Linked DNA regions of Ovis aries: region 2 is linked to region 1. The links are chromatin contacts, called in public Hi-C maps. All regions are on one chromosome and are shown on one strand. Each heading gives the region's core, a stretch centred on a gene start, on an enhancer-like site or on the middle of the called end of the contact. The rest is flanking DNA. Distances are from core to core; before and after follow the strand shown.

Region 1 (4,400 bases), core at 505-3,004:
TTAAAAGTCCTGAGACTCAGCCGTCACTGCTGTTGGAGAAACTGAAGCCCAGAGAGGGAAAAGGGGTGGGCTTTCAAACAAACATCCGCGGAGTGGCTGATCCCGGACTAGAATTTAGCCTTGTTGCCAGACTGTCATTCTGGACAGTTAATACTAGAATTTAGGAGGAGAGATTTGACAGAATTCCTGTTTGTGGAAAAGCCATTCATTGTACCAGCTGCTGTGTTTGTGCCCAAACAAACACAGCACCAGTCTCTACAGTTCAGTTCAGTGAACATTTTTGTTGTTTGTTTCAACAGGATCACTCAACATCTGGCTCTGTGAGCACCCCATAGAAACTGATGTGGCTGTAGTGTGAATCAGACCCAAGAGAAATGTTCTCAGTAGCAAAGGTGCTCACTGCCGATGCAAAGGAGTCAAGGGGAACTAAAATCCTATCCCATGTTCTTTAGATCTAAAAGGAGTGAATCCTTTTGTAGCTTTTGTCTGGAGGTCTGTGGTTTGCTCTCTTTGGTTACAGATTTCACCAGTCCTCTGTGAATCACGAACTCTCCAAAGAGGTTGAAGGGGATTGGTCATGACCAGGGTATGCTGCTAAACCAGCTCTCTAGAGGATGGGGAAGGGAAGCCCCTATCTGTTGTATTTGCCAATATCGGTGTCGCCATGGCAGATTTCAAGCTATCAGTGATTTTAAAACAACCTAGCAGAGTTCCTGAAAATTTAACAATCAGTTCTGGTGAGCCTGCTCAAGCCTCTATAGCTCTCACAGCAAGCGGGCTGGGGGCGGGGCCGGGGAGACTAGTGGTTGATCCTGTTTAGTTCCTGAGGTCAGACCTCACCTGAGAGGGTGTGTCTGGTTTCAAGTCTGAGATTCTAAGAGGGACACTGACAAATTGAAAAAAAAAAGTTTTTGGGAGGGGGCGTGGCGTTGGGGGGGGGGTCAGGGGCGGGGGGCTTGGTGGTGAGCTAGAAGCAGTCTCATCTAGGAAAAAACTACTGGGAGGGAAGGTATTGCTGGGGTGAGAATCCAGAAGAAGAAAAACACATGGTGTTTGGGTCTTTGTTTCCAAAGCTCTGTGGAGCAGTGACTGACTTGTCCTGGGCATGGGGGGAGGTGTCCAGAGTGGGAAGCTGATTGAAGGGCAGGGCTATGGGCACTGGCGGGAGCAGCTTCACTCCAGAGGAATCAAGACGTGGGGCAACCACTAGGTGGGGCTGTGGCAATGGGGACTCCAGGGCCCTTCCAAGTCCTTGGGGGCCGATCCTGCTGCGGAGCCCTCCTCCTTCTCTTCCCATTTAATCGGTTTCATCCTCTTACTTTTGTTCCTTTTTTCTCTTTTTCTTCTCCCCTGCCTCACTTTCTCAGCTGCCTTTGGCTTATTTACCTGGCTTAGCCCCCTCCTTGGACAATGACCTCTACATCTTTCTAAAGAGAGAAGACCAAGCCCTGGGCTTTCTCCCAACCTCTTACATCCTAGGAAGAAAGTACGAGCTTTCCTCCACCACCCCTACCCGCTTTGCCCCGCGTTTTCCTTTGCTTTCTTTTCTCTCTTTCAACATTCTTAGCTCCACATTTGTGACTGAAGAAGGGCAAATAAACAAATTGAAACTGAAACTGCGCGCTGGCCATAAATTGAGGACATCTGGGAGGCTTGCAAGGAAATTTACATGCTTGTCGGGTTTCAGGTTACATATTTTGTGTTGCTTGGTAACGGCCCCACAGTTTCCTTTCATGCTTTATTCTCCCTATCCCTTGTTTATAGTGTAATTACCACTGTGACATCATAATCCCCCATTGAACAGCTGTCAGGGGGCCCAACTGCTGAGTAAACAGAGCTTTACAATCTCTCCTCCCACAGGCGGGTTTACTAAATAGATCAATATTTGGTTTGTAGGCACAGGGCTTAGGAGGTGGAAGTGTCTTTTGAAAAAGCCCTCTCTCTTCCCAGGGCCTCCAGTGCACCTGAGAATGCTGGAAAGAAAAGCCAGGTTCACGGACAGAAAAAAAAAAAAAAAATCCCCCAAGTTGCTTTCACCTGCATATCCCATGGAGCAGCTCTTCTGTAAGAAGTAAGACCTATTTGAGAATTAGTAATATCTTAGGTTCTTTATTCTAGTGCTTAGAGATTTCCACTTTCTTCCCTCTTTCTTTGCCTCCCCCTTAGCTCCCCTTTTTCTGCCCTCGATCCCATTTGATTTAATCTTTCTAAATGGATATTATAGCCTCAGGGACTAAAAGAATGACACATGAATAAACAGGAACTAAGCTCCTGAAGATTTCCCCCAGACCCCCACCATTCTCTCCACCCTACTCTGGGATTAGAAGCTCCACAAAGAAAAAGCAAAGTCAAACTAGAGAGCCCTGGTTGAGCGTTTGGGCAAGGATGATTTAGATCTTTCCTCTCCTGGGTCAGGAAAGTTTGACTCAAACACACATAGGAGCAAAGGACTTGGAATACTGGCCTGAGTTATAAGGAGATGTGAGTTTTAATCCTGATGCTGAACTTGCTCTGTGACCTTGGACAAGTCCCCTGAGGATGCAACATTGAATTGGGCTGTAAGGATCTCTAAAGCCTTTCCCAAGAGGCAAGGTGGAGTGTTAGGCTTGGCAGGGCTCAAAATCTGGTCCTCACACAAATCAACCGCAAAGCTCGCCAAACCGCAGGAAGCTCCACGGAACTGCATCTGCTTAACTGTAAAGAAGGGGAGAGTTAACCCATCACTGTGAGGATTAAGTGAGCGTGTTTGTGGCACAATTAGCTGAGGGCAGGAGACTTGGTGGGTGTCCTTTTAAAGCTAACATTGTGTAATTCCTGTAAAAGCCAACAAGATGGTAAAGAAAGGCTTGGAGGTAATTAAAAGGGAAGAGAGGGAAATAAAAGAAAAGTAATAACCCACACTTGTGCAGTCCATTCATAGCATGCAAAATCCCTTCACACATGGTCTCAGGTAATCTTTACAAAGTCTTTGAAGAAGGAAAAATCACCCTGTTTATGAATCTCTTGAGAGTGGGCCAGTTGGTGTCCTGGCTTTTCATAAGCATTACCTCTCTTGATCTTCATGAAAATGGCAGATTCTTATTTTCTCTATTTTGTAGATAACTGAGGTTCAGAGAAGTGACATGATCTATTCAAGGTCACCCAGCCGATGAGTGTTGGACCCACTCAGATCCATCTGTTTCTAAACATCTCATCTTTCCCCCTATGGCCATAGAAATGGCCAAATCAACACAGAAAGAGAGCAAAACAATGAGATTCTGAATGTTAATGATCTAAGTGAAGGAAAAGACTATTTACACAATATCCAATGCTTCATTCACAGTCGTCATACACCACCATAGTGCTGGGGTGGTTCACTTCTTCACAGATAATTACAGTTGGTGTCTGAAAAATAAAACACTGTGACTGACTGCTCTCTCTTGGACTCTGGGTGACTTGGTCAATTTTAAAAGGCCTGTACGTTTGTAAGTGTTCCCTGAAGGCTAAAAGTACCCAGAATGGAGGAGAAACTAGGCTGTGGTGATGGTGGGGGAGAGGTCGCCTTCAGACAATCTACAGAAACCTGGTTCCTGATTTTTCTGTGCAAGGAATAACACAGGCGTCCTGTGACTCCTCTAATCTCTCTGGCTGGTGACTTTCTCTTTGGAAGGCTGTATGATTTCAGCTCAGTTTCATATAGATCCGTGTGTAGATCTGTACAGTGATAACATTCCTCTGTGCTAAGTCTGTCCAAGATAACTAACCTGTTTCCAAGATCTAATTTTGTACGTGGGAATCTTGCCTTGCCCTGATTTCCAGACCCATGGGCAGGCCTGGCAGGCTGGGGGAAGCACCATGCCTGACCTGGTGCTCTGAGCAAGGCCTTCTTCCCTCTGCTGTTAGGCAGGACACCTGTCTGCTAGAGAGGGTGCTGGGTTTTTTTGTTGTTGTTTAGCAGGGTCGGTGGTTTTTTTTTTTTTTTAAATGCCCTCTTACACTGTTGGTAGGAATGCAAACTAGTACAGCCACTATGGAGAACAGTATGGAGATTCCTTAAAAAACTGGAAATAGAACTGCCATATAACTCAGCAATCCCACTGCTGGGCATACACACTGAGGAAACCAGTGTGCAAGAGACACGTGTATGCCAATGTTCATCGGAGCACTGTTTATAATAGCCAGGACATGGAAGCAACCTAGATGTCCATCAGCAGACGAATGGATAAGAGGGCTGTGGTACATATACACAATGGAATATTACTCAGCCATTAAAAAGAATACATTTGAATCAGTTCTAATGAGTTGGATGAAACTGCAGCTTATTATACAGAGTGAAGTAAGCCAGAAAGAAAAACACCAATACAGTATATTAACACATATATATGAAATTTAGAAAGATGGTAACGATAACCCTGTATCAG
Region 2 (4,460 bases), core at 1,873-4,372, 740 kb after region 1:
TGTGAACTTGAAGTTCCTTACCTCTTTTAGAAATGCTGGAGCAAATCTAGAGAGTTCCCTTTATGATGCAATCAGAGGAATAACCAGAAAGCTGCCTGCCACAAAGAGGCACTGGCTTTCCTCCTCCAGAAGGCTGTTAGGAAAGTTTGCCTTTTTTAATTGAGTTTCAGAATCCTGTCTTGATTATATGACATAATAATAGTGGCTTTCCTATTCATCTGTGTAATATTGTTTTCTCACTGTGGTGGTTACTTTTGTTGAAGGGGAAGGCCTACTGCCTTAGATAAATAAGAGAAAAGCAGAAAGCTCCTCACGGCACTGGTTCCCCAACTAGAAAATGCCAAGTCCTGACTTACACATCAAGAGGGTGAGGGTTGCCAATCAAGGACTTATCCAAGTTCAATGCAGTTTAAGAATCTTGGCTTTGATGGTAAAGTGGATTAACTTTTCCGTGTATCTTCAAGCCCCAGTATCCCAAGAAATGTTTGCCATCACAATGAAAGCTACGGAGGAGGAGGTTGCAGGTATTTCTTTCTTGGTTCCTCCTTTTGAAAAAGGCAATATTTTCAGAGTTAAAGTAAACTGGCTGGCTCCTATGGGGGTGGGGTTGAAACTCTCCAGGCCGCGGGAGGAGGGTCGGGGGTTTCCCTGCGAAAACCTGCCCTCCCCTCCGGTTACAGGCCCTGGCAGCCATTGGCCAAAGACCGGCTGGGGGATCCGCAAGGGCTTCCAACTCTCCGAACCGAGCGGGATTCCTGGCCTTGGCATAAAGGGCTGAGTGGATTCATTCGGGGCGCGATGCATTCCAAGAATGCTTCTGTGGTTGGCAAGGAGTAGGAAAATCAAGGATAACAAATATTCTAAGGAAATCTAATAGGTACCAGGAGCGTAGGACTCAAATAAACAGGTGACTTAAAGTACGAAGTAACTGGATCTCAGTGAGGGTGACCGCACACTGCCCAGGGCTGGGGCATCTCCTTTTTCTCTCCTGGGCTGACACCCGGCCGCCTTTACAGACAAGGGGGCTTGGTGCAGAGGGCGGGCGGAGCCCAAGGCGCGCCTGAATCCAAACAAAACACCTCGCAAGCCTACGTTTAGAAAGCGATACCGAACACCACACTCACGTTTAAAAAAAAAAAAAAAAAGGGCACTGTTTGCAGAGAAGATGACGGCGAAAACATTTCCCGGCTGGAAAATTACTGATCACAAACTAAGGGGGAGTGGGGGTGGGGAGGCCGAGTTATAAGACTGAAATAACGATTGCCGTTTCCTCTTCTCTTCCTGGTGGGCAGGGACGGCTGCTGCGAGCTGCGTGGGCCCTTTTCCAGAACCCGGGTCCCACCGCATAGTTCCACTTTCTGGCACGGGGCCACTTTCCAGCTGAGCCCCTTTCGGTAGGTCTGACTGCTCTAGAGCCTGAGCCAAGGGAACGAGTTGCCGTTTGACCTTTACCTCGCCACTTCACCTCTTTATGACTCAGTTTTCTCATCCATAAAGTGGAGAGTTGCGTGCTTTGCAAAGTGCTTTGAGATTCCCGGTTGAAAGGTGTCCCCGCACCTCACGCCCCTCCCCTCTCTCCCCACTTCACATAGCGAAATCTCTTTCAGTCCCTTCCTCGCTCCTTCAGCTATCAAAACCGTAGCTCTATTTCCCATTCCGGCCTCTTTCCGCCCTTTTCAGAAGGGGAACACCTCTCTCGCTTTCTCAGTCTCCAGGTCCTCGCCACGCACTGGAGGGCACCCACCTCCCTTCTACTCCCAACCCCCGGGCAGACGAGCCCAAGAAGGACCATGCGAGGCCAGGCCAAATGCCCGCACTGGCGCTCGGGGACTACAGCAGGGCTCCTGCGTGCGTATGACGGACCCGAGCTGGATGAGTCACGCGGATAATCGCGCTCTTCTCCAGTGCGCAGACTGCGCGGCAAGCGCGCACCGGAGCGGGGGTGGGGTTGCGCTACCGTCCCCCTCTCCCCTACCGACCCCTCTTGGCCGCGAGCTTCGAACTCAAGGAGCGACCCATGGCGACGCCGACTGTCCCAGTCGCCCGGGGACCGGACCTGCGCCCCGTACCCAAATCCCCGCGCCCGGCCCGCTGCCGGCACCGCCGCCGGCGTCAGCGCGGCTCCTGCCCGCCAGCTGCCGGGCTGGCGTCACAGCCCGCCGGGCCCCGCCTGCGCCCCTCCCTCCTCCCCGCCCCCACGTGCGCTGAGTTTGTTTATTTAGCTGCCATGGCAACGTGCGGGGGGGCTGCTGGAGGGAGGGGAGAAGAAAGGGAGGGGCGGGGCCTGGCGGCGGGCCCCAGCGCGCAGCGGGTAGGAGGCGGGGGGAGGGCGGGAGCGGAGAAGTTATAAGTAAGGAGCGCGCGGCGGCCGCCGGCAGTTCCCCGGCCTCAGAGAGCGAGCGCGGCTGCGGGCGCGCGGGGAGCAGAGGCGGTGGCGGGCGGCGGCGGCACCGGGAGCCGCCAAGTGCCCCTCCCCGCCCCTCCGGCCCCCCACCCACCCACCCACCCGCCCGCGGCCAGCGCCCATGGCCGCGCGCGCCTTGCGCAGCCCCCCGGACTCCGCGCCTCGCGCCGCCGCCCAGTCCGCAGATCCGCGCCACCGCATCCAGTCTCACCTGGCGGCGCCGCCCGCCCGCCACCCCGGCCACAGCCCCAGCGCTCACGGCGATAGCCGCGGCGACCGCGACAGCGGTGGGGGACGCTGCTGAGTCGAAGAGAGCGCAGCCTGGCCACCGGACCTACTTAACTCGCCTTGCTGATTGTCTATTTTTACGAGTTTACAACTTTTCTAAGAACTTTCGTATACAAAGGAACTTTTTTTTTTAAGGCATCTCCCTTTTATATTTAATCCAAAGAAGAAGGATCTCGGGCAATTTGGGGTTTTGGGTTTTGGCTTCGTTTCTAAGTTTTTTTCCTCTTCGTTGGCTTTGGGGTTTGGGTACCCCTTCTGCTTCGGACTCCCGAGGACCTTTTGGGCCCCCACATTAATGAGGTAGGTGCGGCGCGGGGCGCAGGGAGGGGTGAGGGCGGATGGGACGCGCCAGAGCGGCGGTCGAGAGTGGCCCCTGACTTCTGCCTCTGCTCCCCACCCGGTCCGAAGGCAGCCACCTGGCGAGTCTGACATGGCTGTCAGCGACGCGCTGCTCCCGTCCTTCTCCACGTTCGCGTCCGGCCCGGCGGGAAGGGAGAAGACACTGCGTCCAGCAGGTGCCCCGAATAACGTGAGTGTCGGCCTGGGCCTTTGGGGCCTTCCGGTGGGCTTCTGTGGGTGGGATGGGGACGGGCGGAGCCCTGGGGTCACCGAGCACCACTAGACGACGGGCAGGAGTGGCCCCGCACGGGCTCCTCCGCAGGCTACCCGGGATGGCTTCAGCGCCCTTGGCTTAGCTGTACATGCGTGTGGTCCCGAAGCGGTGGAGCCGCCGGGGGCGCACACCGGGTCCGCACACGTCCCGGAGCGCGCGAGCGGCAGGGCGGGCGCGCGGGCCACCGGGCGGGAGGTGTCTCTGTCCCCAGACACTGGCTGGGCCAGAGTGAGCTTGGCGCGTAGGCGTCCCCGTGGCGAGGGCGCACCAAGAGAACCTCGGTGTCCCAATTCTGGGGACGGCGGGAGCGTCCCCGGGATCCGGCGGGGGAGGGACCCAGGCTGGCGAGCCTCGGCGCTCGCTCACACGCAATCGGGCAGACACAACCTAACATCCTCCATATATCCACGCACCGCCTTTCCCCAGACCCGGGTGTGGGCCATGATTGCAGCACTGGCATCCACAGACCCCGGGGCCTTTCCTGCCCATCCGGTCCCCGTGTCTAGGCGGGGTAGGCGCGGCGGGCCCACCACTAACATCGAGTGGCAGTTAGGGACAGCACTGACTGTCTGTCTCGCGTCCTGTCCCCACAGCGCTGGCGGGAGGAGCTCTCCCACATGAAGCGACTTCCCCCGGTGCTTCCCGGCCGCCCCTACGACCTGGCGGCGGCGACCGTGGCCACCGACCTGGAGAGTGGAGGAGTCGGCGCGGCTTGTGGCAGCAGCAACCCGGCTCTCCTGCCCCGGAGGGAGACGGAGGAGTTCAATGATCTCCTGGACCTGGACTTTATCCTCTCCAACTCGCTGTCCCATCAGGAGTCCGTGGCCGCCACGGTGTCGTCCTCGGCATCAGCCTCTTCCTCGTCCTCCCCGTCGAGCAGCGGTCCAGCCAGTGCGCCCTCCACCTGCAGCTTCAGCTATCCAATCCGGGCCGGGGGCGACCCGGGCGTGGCGGCGCCGGGCGGCGCGGGCGGCGGCCTCCTGTATGGCCGGGAGTCTGCACCCCCTCCGACAGCTCCCTTCAACCTGGCGGACATCAACGATGTGAGCCCCTCCGGCGGCTTCGTGGCCGAGCTCCTGCGGCCCGAATTGGACCCAGTGTACATTCCGCCGCAGCAGCCGCAGCCGCCAGGTGGCGGGCTGATGGGCAAGTTCG

What was found. Hi-C and Micro-C count contacts between places; a contact is called where the count stands out from the background.
Region 2: a contact with region 1 is called in a Hi-C map of tail adipose tissue, with 2.8 times the contacts expected there. The contact joins the promoter of KLF4 here to the enhancer-like site in region 1. A contact is called at or near these places in 4 of 16 Hi-C or Micro-C datasets (hypothalamus, liver, omental adipose tissue and 1 more).

What each region holds. Positions count from the first base shown.
Region 1 is chr2:14,945,632-14,950,031 of ARS-UI_Ramb_v3.0, forward strand. No RefSeq gene overlaps it. Among named protein-coding and RNA genes, the nearest start is that of ACTL7B, 540 kb to the left of the region's middle. Within about 2 kb of position 1,755, at least 20 of the 54 cell types and tissues checked have an H3K27ac peak or open chromatin away from gene starts, as enhancers often do. A contact at or near this core is called in liver, where this site is marked.
Region 2 is chr2:15,683,017-15,687,476 of ARS-UI_Ramb_v3.0, forward strand. KLF4 (KLF transcription factor 4) reads left to right here and starts at 3,123. Exons shown (of 4, transcript NM_001164219.1): 1 at 3,123-3,221; 2 at 3,899-4,460. The coding sequence starts at 3,123.